Linked DNA regions of Canis lupus: region 1 is linked to region 2. The links are chromatin contacts, called in public Hi-C maps. All regions are on one chromosome and are shown on one strand. The core of a region is the stretch at or near the end of the contact, and the rest is flanking DNA. Distances in the headings are between cores, read along the strand shown. Region 1 holds the start of IRX2 (iroquois-class homeodomain protein IRX-2). Region 2 holds the start of IRX1 (iroquois-class homeodomain protein IRX-1).

Region 1 (3,605 bases), core at 641-3,140, 680 kb after region 2:
TGGAGGTCGGTCGAAGTGTAGAAGGTGCAGGAACTGGTTTTCAGGAAGGGGGAGCACTGGGGAAGAAGAAGTGGGAAGGCATGGGGGCTGGTGATAAGGTGCACCTACTAGGAGTCACAGGCCTGCAGGCCAAGGACGATGGGTTCTTCCCAAGCCCAACACTCTGGTTTGCAACTGGCTTCCTGGGACCTAGGAAAAGAAACACAGCTTAACTGTGTCTTGAAGGTTCTGCTGTGGGCAGGCCTGGGCTGCAGGCTCTCCGTCCCCCCACTGCAGCCTGGCCAGGCCAGGGCCTGCTGGACCCCCGCAGAAGTCCATAACAGGGTTGGTGGGGCAGGTGCCGCAGGCCGCAGCAGCTCCCACCTGCAGCAATTCTACCGCACAGGTAACCCACCCCAGAGAGGGCCTCCGAGGAAAAGGCACCTGTTGGGTGGGTGCCCTGCCCAGGATAGTGCACACTGACACCCCGTGTGCCTTTTGGGCACCCCCCCATCCGTGACACCCCAGGAACCAGGTGCCTTCATCCTCCCGCCCCAGGTGCAGAAGGGGTGCAGAAGGGTTGGGGAGTGAAGGGTCTCTGGGGCTGGGGTCCCGGGGGGCCCCTGGCTAAGCACCTGCCTCTGGGCCCGAGAGGGAGCTCCGGAGCCCCTCGTTTTACCTGAGCCACCTGTGCTGCTGACAGCGCTCGCTCCCGCAGCCCTCCTTCTTCCTCCCGAGCGACAGCGACAGCGAGTCTTCACGTCGTGCAGAGGCGGTCTGTCCGGTGACAGTCATTCTCCGGAGCGCTTTACGACACTTGTCCCAAAGAAGAGTCAACTTATCAAAATACAATCAAGTACAGCGTTTCAGGGGTGACATCTTCCCGAGAGAAACACTGGCGGCGAGCGTCTACACCTTCCCAAGAGCGCAAAGTCCTGGCACGCAGAGCCCCGGGTGTCCCCCTAGGGACTGGGGAGCAGAAGCTCACCTCAGGGCCCTCCCCGATCCGGGGTCGCAGGCACGCGCTGGGCGGCGCGGGGCAGGCCACCGGACTCGAGGCCACGCGGGGAGGCTCCCCGGGCAGGCCCAGGAGCCCGGGGAGGGAGGGGGCGACAGCGGCGCACGCCACCCCCAGGAGGGCCCGGCTCCCTCCGCCCCGGATCCTGGCCCCGAGCCCGGGGTCACGCGCGCCGTCACCTGGGCCGGCCTCCTCGCGGCGCAGAAGGGTCCCCGACTGCGGGCGGCCCCCGCCCAGTCCTCGCGGGCCGAACGGGGAGGGGTGCAGGGGGCGGCGGGGGGCGCGATGGGGAAGGGGACGGGGGCGGCGGGAGGAGCCGGCCGGGGAGGACCGGGCTCCAGCCGCGGGCCGCGGGCTGGCGTCTGCGCCACAAAAGCCTGCGCGTCCCTCCCTCCTCCTCCTCCCCCGCCCTCCCGCCTCCTCCTCCGCCCTCCCCTCCCCTCCCCGCCCCTCCCCCGGCCGCGGCCCGGCAGCCGGGGCGGGCGGAGCGGGCGGAGCGGGCGGAGCGGGCGGAGCAGGGGAGGGGGCGGGCGCCCGAATATGCAGATGAGCGCGTGACGGACAGCTCCGCGTTCCAATGTCCCTCGGAAACTCGAGCGCTCCTTCCTCAACTCCTCACTCCCGACTCCAGACTCCCCCAAACCCCGACCGCCGGCCTGGCGCGCGGCTGCGCCCACCGGCTCCGCGCCGCCGCCGCCCCGCCGCCCCGCCGCCCCGCCGCCCCGCCGCGTCCCCGGCCCGCGGGCCTCCCGGGCTAGTGCGCGGGCCGGCCTGCCTCGGCCCGGGGCCCCCGCGCCCGCCGCCGCGCCGCGCCCCGGCCGGGCGTGGATGGAGGGCGCCGCGCGCCTGGCCGGCTGCTCGGCGTGAGGCGGGCCCCGCGCCCCGCGCCCACCATGTCCTACCCGCAGGGCTACCTGTACCAGGCGCCCGGCTCGCTGGCGCTCTACTCGTGCCCGGCGTACGGCGCCTCGGCGCTGGCGGCGCCGCGCAGCGAGGAGCTGGCTCGCTCGGCGTCGGGCTCGGCGTTCAGCCCGTACCCGGGCTCCGCGGCCTTCACGGCACAGGCGGCCACCGGCTTCGGCAGCCCGCTGCAGTACTCGGCCGACGCCGCCGCCGCCGCCGGCTTCCCGTCCTACATGGTAACGGCGCGCGGGCGGGTGGGGGGGACGCGGAGCGGCGGGCGCGGGGGCCGCGAGCGGGGCGCGGGGGCGCGGGGGCGCGGGGGCGCGGATTCGGGAGGCCGGAGCGGGAGGCAGCGCGGCCCGCCGGCGACGTCCGTCACACCGGGGGTCCGTCCCCCCCTCGACCCTCGGGGTCCTGGGTGCTGCTCCCAAAGAGCTTGAAAAGTGCGACACCGCCGGGGTCGGGAATGTGCCCTGGGTCGTCCTGCCTTCGCGCGCCCAAGCCAGGCGCAGGGTGCAGGGCCGGCCGGGGACTCCGGGAGCGGGGCTCGGCGCCCCTGGGGCCTCCCGGGCTAGGCCGGGCGCTTAAGCTTGACTTTCGGGGTTTGGGGGCGGGGGGGGGGCTCACCGGGAGGGGGAGGGAGCGGAGGGTCCGGCGGCAGCTCGCGGCCCTGCCCGGCGCGCCGCGATCTCGGCCTTCATCCGTCCCACAGGCCGTGCTTCCGAAAGACGCGGCGGCGGGCGTGTGGCAACCCTAATGCCGCTTCGGTCCCCCGAGTACCCAGGGCCGCTGCCGCTTGCCGGGCCTGGGGTCGTCCCGCTGGCCTCCGGGTCCGCAGCTGGGCCCGGCCCCGGTGCTGCTTACGCCCGTTTCGGACGATCGAGGCTGGGACGGAGGGGGGGGGGAGTGGGGCGCGGGGGGACTGTCGCCGCTGCCCGCCCTCGGTGGAATTCCAGGGCAGCGACAGTGGAACTGGGGCCTTGGCGGAGGCTGCAAATGTCTCGAATTTAAACGTTAAAGGCTGAATTAAAATGCTAATTACCGCGTATTTGAAGAATTCGAAACGGTGACTGGCTTCTGAGTTGCAAATTGGATTTGCCGAGCTTTAGAGCGGTGAATAGCGGAGCGGGGGCTCCGGGGTGGTTTTTTAACCGTAGAAGGGCGGGGACGGGGGAGTAGGGGGAGCCAGCCAGAGAAATTTAGATATCAAGGAAGTACCTGTGGGTCTCTGTGTGTGTATGATTGCGTACCTCTGTGCCCGCAGCTCGGGGACTTTTGGGGGAAGATGTGTCATTTTAGGAAAGTGAAATAGTTCAAAAATTCGAGATTAGAACGGCAGCGTTTTCGCAATCTGCAGCCTGTCTCGCCCTGTGCGCTGCGTTTTTTCCGCTCTTTTGCCGCGGGGAAGGAGGCTCCAGTGCGGGGCTCACCCTGGGAAGGGAGGCGTGGGGAGGGGGGGGGCGGAGGGGTCAGCTTTGGGCTGATGCGGGCCAGGCCCTCGCACACCCCTCACCAGGCTCTCCTTGGTTCCAGGGCGCGCCCTACGACGCCCATACGACCGGGATGACGGGCGCCATCAGCTACCACCCGTACGGCAGCGCGGCCTACCCGTACCAGCTCAACGACCCCGCGTACCGCAAGAACGCCACGCGGGACGCCACGGCCACGCTCAAGGCCTGGCTCAACGAGCACCGCAAGAACCCCT
Region 2 (3,623 bases), core at 101-2,600:
AGTGGGCCGGTATTTATTTCCTGGCTCTTCTTCTGCGGGGAGCCGGGACACGTGGGGGGGGGGGGGCTGCAAACGGCCCTTACCCCGAGGGCAGCAGCAGCGCCAGAGGGGCTGCCTCCCCGGCCCCCGGGCCCCCCGCGCCCGCGCGCAGTTCCCCAGGAGCCCGAAGTTTAAGCGCGACCTTGCAGTCAGACCAGGGAAAATGGATCCTCTGCACCGACAGAATGGCGAATGCCCCGCCGAGAATGAAATTTGCAGCTCCCTCCCCCCATCTGACACCCACTGGGACGGGAGACTAAGAGGACAGCATTTATTTTAAGCCCAGGGACTCTGTTTTCTTTAATCCTCCATTATGTAACGCGGAAAGAAAAGTGCTTTTCATTCGGTGCAAAAGAAATGAAAACTTTGGCAACTTAACGAAAGTCAAAGCAAACACCGTTTCGGACGCCAAAATCATTTCCACTCTCCCCCCCCCCCCCCCCCCCCCCGCTAAATCTCAGAACTGCACACCCTCCAATACGAGACCCCATCCGGCCCCGTCTCATCTCCCCATTGTTGGGTTTACTTCGATCAAGTCTCCGAGGCTTTCCAGGGTTCCCTCCGGCCAAGTCGGACACAACCACAGGAGTCACCGACGCGGGAGAGCACCGAGCGCCCCCCGCCCGGCCCCCGAAGCCCGAGAGGTCGCGCGAGCCGAGTCCGCAGGCCGGCCCGGGGCGTCCCGCCGAACCCGGCCGCGCGGCCGGAACCCCGCCCGCCGAGCCCAGGGGGGCGCGAGCGCCTGGGGCCCCCACCTCCCGCCCGCGCGGCGCGCGCCCCGGGCCTGCGCCTCCGGCCTCCGGCCTCCCTCCCGCCTCCCGCCTCCCGCCGAGCCCCGGGTCGCGGCCCAGGCCTCCCGCCTCCCCCGGCCCCGAGCCGCCGCGGCCGTCGCCCGCCGGCCTCCCCGCGCCCCCGCCGCCGCGCGCCCCGCGGGCCAGGCCTCCCCGCGCCCCTCGCTCCCCCCCTCGCCGCCCTCCCCCGCTCCTGCGGGGGAGCGGCCGAGGCGGGGGCGCGGGCAGGCCCGCGCACTCACCATCTGCGAGAAGAGGCTGAGGTCGGCGGCGTAGGGCAGGAAGGCGCTGTAGTTGGGCGCGCCCGCGTAGGGGCCGGCGGCCGCGTACATGCCCAGCACCGAGGTGACGGCGGCCGCGCCCGCGCCCGCGCCCGCGCCCAGCTCCGCCGCCCCCGGCCGGCCCGACGAGGCGGCCGGCGGCGGCGGCGGCGGCGGCCAGCACCCCCGGCGCTCGCCGCCGTAGGCGCCCGGCCCCGCGGCGCTCAGGTACTGCGGGTAGCCCAGCTGCGGGAAGGACATGTCCGCGGATCCGCGGCGGCGGCGGCGGCGGCGGGCAGTATTAAAGGGGCGGGGGCGGGGGCGGGGGCGGGGGTCGGCGCGGCGCGGCGGGGGTGGGGGCGGGGGCGGGGGCGGGGGCGGTGGGAGCGGGCGGCCGGCCGGGCGCACTCGGGCCGGCCCGGCGGCGGGGGCCGGTGGCTGCTGCTCGGCCCGGTGCTCGCTGGCGCCCGGCTCCCGGCTGCGCCCGGCTCCGCGATCCCGCGCCGACTGCGGCGGCCGCCCTCCGCTCGGCGGCGGGGCTTTCAGACACAATTTGAAGTTGATGCTTTGATTGGCATCCCCTTGAGCGCTGGCCCCGCCCCCGGCTCCCCGCCCGCCCCCTCCCCCGCCTGCCTCCCGCCCGCCCCAGCCGGCCGCTCCCGCCCCTCCCGGCGAGCACGTGGTGCTCCGCGCCGGTCGGGCCACCTCCGTCCGCCGTGGGCGCGCGAGCTGCGGGGCGGCGGGTGCGGGGCCGCCGGCCGCGGGCTGCTTCCCGGCCGGGCCCCGCCGCCGTCTCCCGCCCTGCGCGCGCCGGCTCGCAGCTGTCGGACCCCGGGGCGAGCCGCGTCCGAGCCGAGGTGCGTCTCTCTTTCAGGGAAACCCCTCGGCGCCGGCTCCTCCGCCGCTCGGGCAGCGGGGCCGGCGCTGGGGCGCCGACGGCCGGCGGGCAGCGGCCTGGCCTCCGAGGTGGCGCTGCCTCCGCGTCCCCGGACCCCCGGGCAGGAGCGCACCCCGGTGCCCCTCGGCGCGGCGCGGCGCGGCGTCCGCGGGCCCCTAGGTCTTCGCGGGTCACCCGGCAGTGCAGACGCGGGAGGCGGCCGAGCTCTGCGGGCTTCTGCAGTTGGGAAAACTTTGAGCCGGGGCAGCCGGGAAGCCGCCGCGACAGGTTCTTGGAGGCGGGGGTGGGCACCGTCTTTGCTGGAAAATCGCCACTGCGGGGGGGAGGGAGACGTTCCGCCCCCGCCCCGGCGATGGAGGAGCCGAGTGTGGCTCCGGGCCCTCGTCTGTCCACTAGGTGTGCACGTGCAAGAAGCCAACTTGCGTGGCGGTCTGCGGCCCGCGGCGGCGCCGCCACCAGCCCGGGGACAGGCCGTCCTCTCCTCCGTCCCTCTCTCTCCCTCCCTGCCTTCCTCCCTCTCGTCTGTCGTCGGCCGGAAGAGCGAGAGGACACTGCCGTGAACCCGGCGCTCGGGGCAGGCTCCAGGTCCGCGCTGGGGCTCGGACGACCGGGGCAGGTCCTCCTCGCCTCCCGGTGCACGGCACATCTGTCGGGCAGGCCGCGTCCCCGTGCCCCGGGCGGCTTGGTCCCGCGGACCACGTAGGGAGTGTGCCCAGGATACCCACCCCGGGTCGGGATCGCTTTTCCTGCCAGCTCCTAGCAGCAGCCAGCGCCGGGCACCACTCCCTGCCCTGCAGGGAGGGACCACTGGACCCGCAGGAATGTCACCCGCGCACTGCGGTGTCAGCCTTGGTTTGGGCCACTTCCGTTGGCGGAGTGGAGGCTGGCTGGCCTCTGGGCCATGTCCTCGGTGTGCTGTGCTGCTGACGACCTAGGCCATCCGCGGGCACTCTGGACCCAGCGACCTGGCCTCCATCCCATAGCCCCCCTCCTCCCCTCCAATTGCCTGGATCATGCAGGTGGAGTGAGTGACTCTTCAACCATCAGGAAGGCTCCCATTTCCCCATTTCGGGGCCTGAGGACACACAGAGAGCCACTGCCTATAATTAGCAACAATAACGCCCATAATACTAATTACTAATTACCAGCTCCATAATCAGGCTTTAATTTCTCCCCTCAGTCAGACTTTCTTCCTGCTCCTGCTGTCCCTTCGCCCCTTCCCCGACCACTCCCCGACCTCTGCTAACTAGCCCTTGCTCACTCTAGAAATCCTCTGCAGCTGCCTGGGCACCTTTCCTGCTTGGAGGCAGATTCTGGGGTGTGGGCAGTGAGCACTAACCACTCCCAATCTCAGAAGTCACTATATGGCAGCTTCCTCCTGCTCCAGACCCACCACCTCCTGGCCTTCCCAACCCCTCTCTCCTATATCCAAAACAAACCACTGTCCTGTTTAGCAAACTTCAGTGTCACATTTCAGGGTGACAGGTAAATACAGGTGAGATAAGCCTTCTTCCGTGACCTGCAGAGCAGGTGAATGTAAGCCCAGAGAAATTTGTCAGTGTCAGGATTCAGCCGCATTGACTGATCCTCCTTCTCACTCCCTACCCCCAGCCCACAGCAGCCCACTTTAGTGGT

Evidence for each region. Hi-C and Micro-C count contacts between places; a contact is called where the count stands out from the background.
Region 1: a Hi-C map of blood shows a contact between it and region 2, with 4 times the contacts expected there. The contact joins the promoter of IRX2 here to the promoter of IRX1 in region 2. A contact is called at or near these places in 3 of 9 Hi-C or Micro-C datasets (amygdala, blood and skin fibroblasts).

Annotation. Positions count from the first base shown.
Region 1 is chr34:10,369,375-10,372,979 of UU_Cfam_GSD_1.0, forward strand. IRX2 (iroquois-class homeodomain protein IRX-2) reads left to right here and starts at 1,891. Exons shown (of 5, transcript XM_038583349.1): 1 at 1,891-2,136; 2 at 3,434-3,605. The coding sequence starts at 1,891. It overlaps LOC119867475 (a long non-coding RNA gene), which reads right to left and starts at 2,765. Exons shown (of 4, transcript XR_005383701.1): 1 at 2,528-2,765; 2 at 659-795; 3 at 109-189.
Region 2 is chr34:9,686,883-9,690,505 of UU_Cfam_GSD_1.0, forward strand. It overlaps IRX1 (iroquois-class homeodomain protein IRX-1), which reads right to left and starts at 1,351. Exons shown (of 4, transcript XM_038583257.1): 1 at 1,073-1,351. The coding sequence starts at 1,351.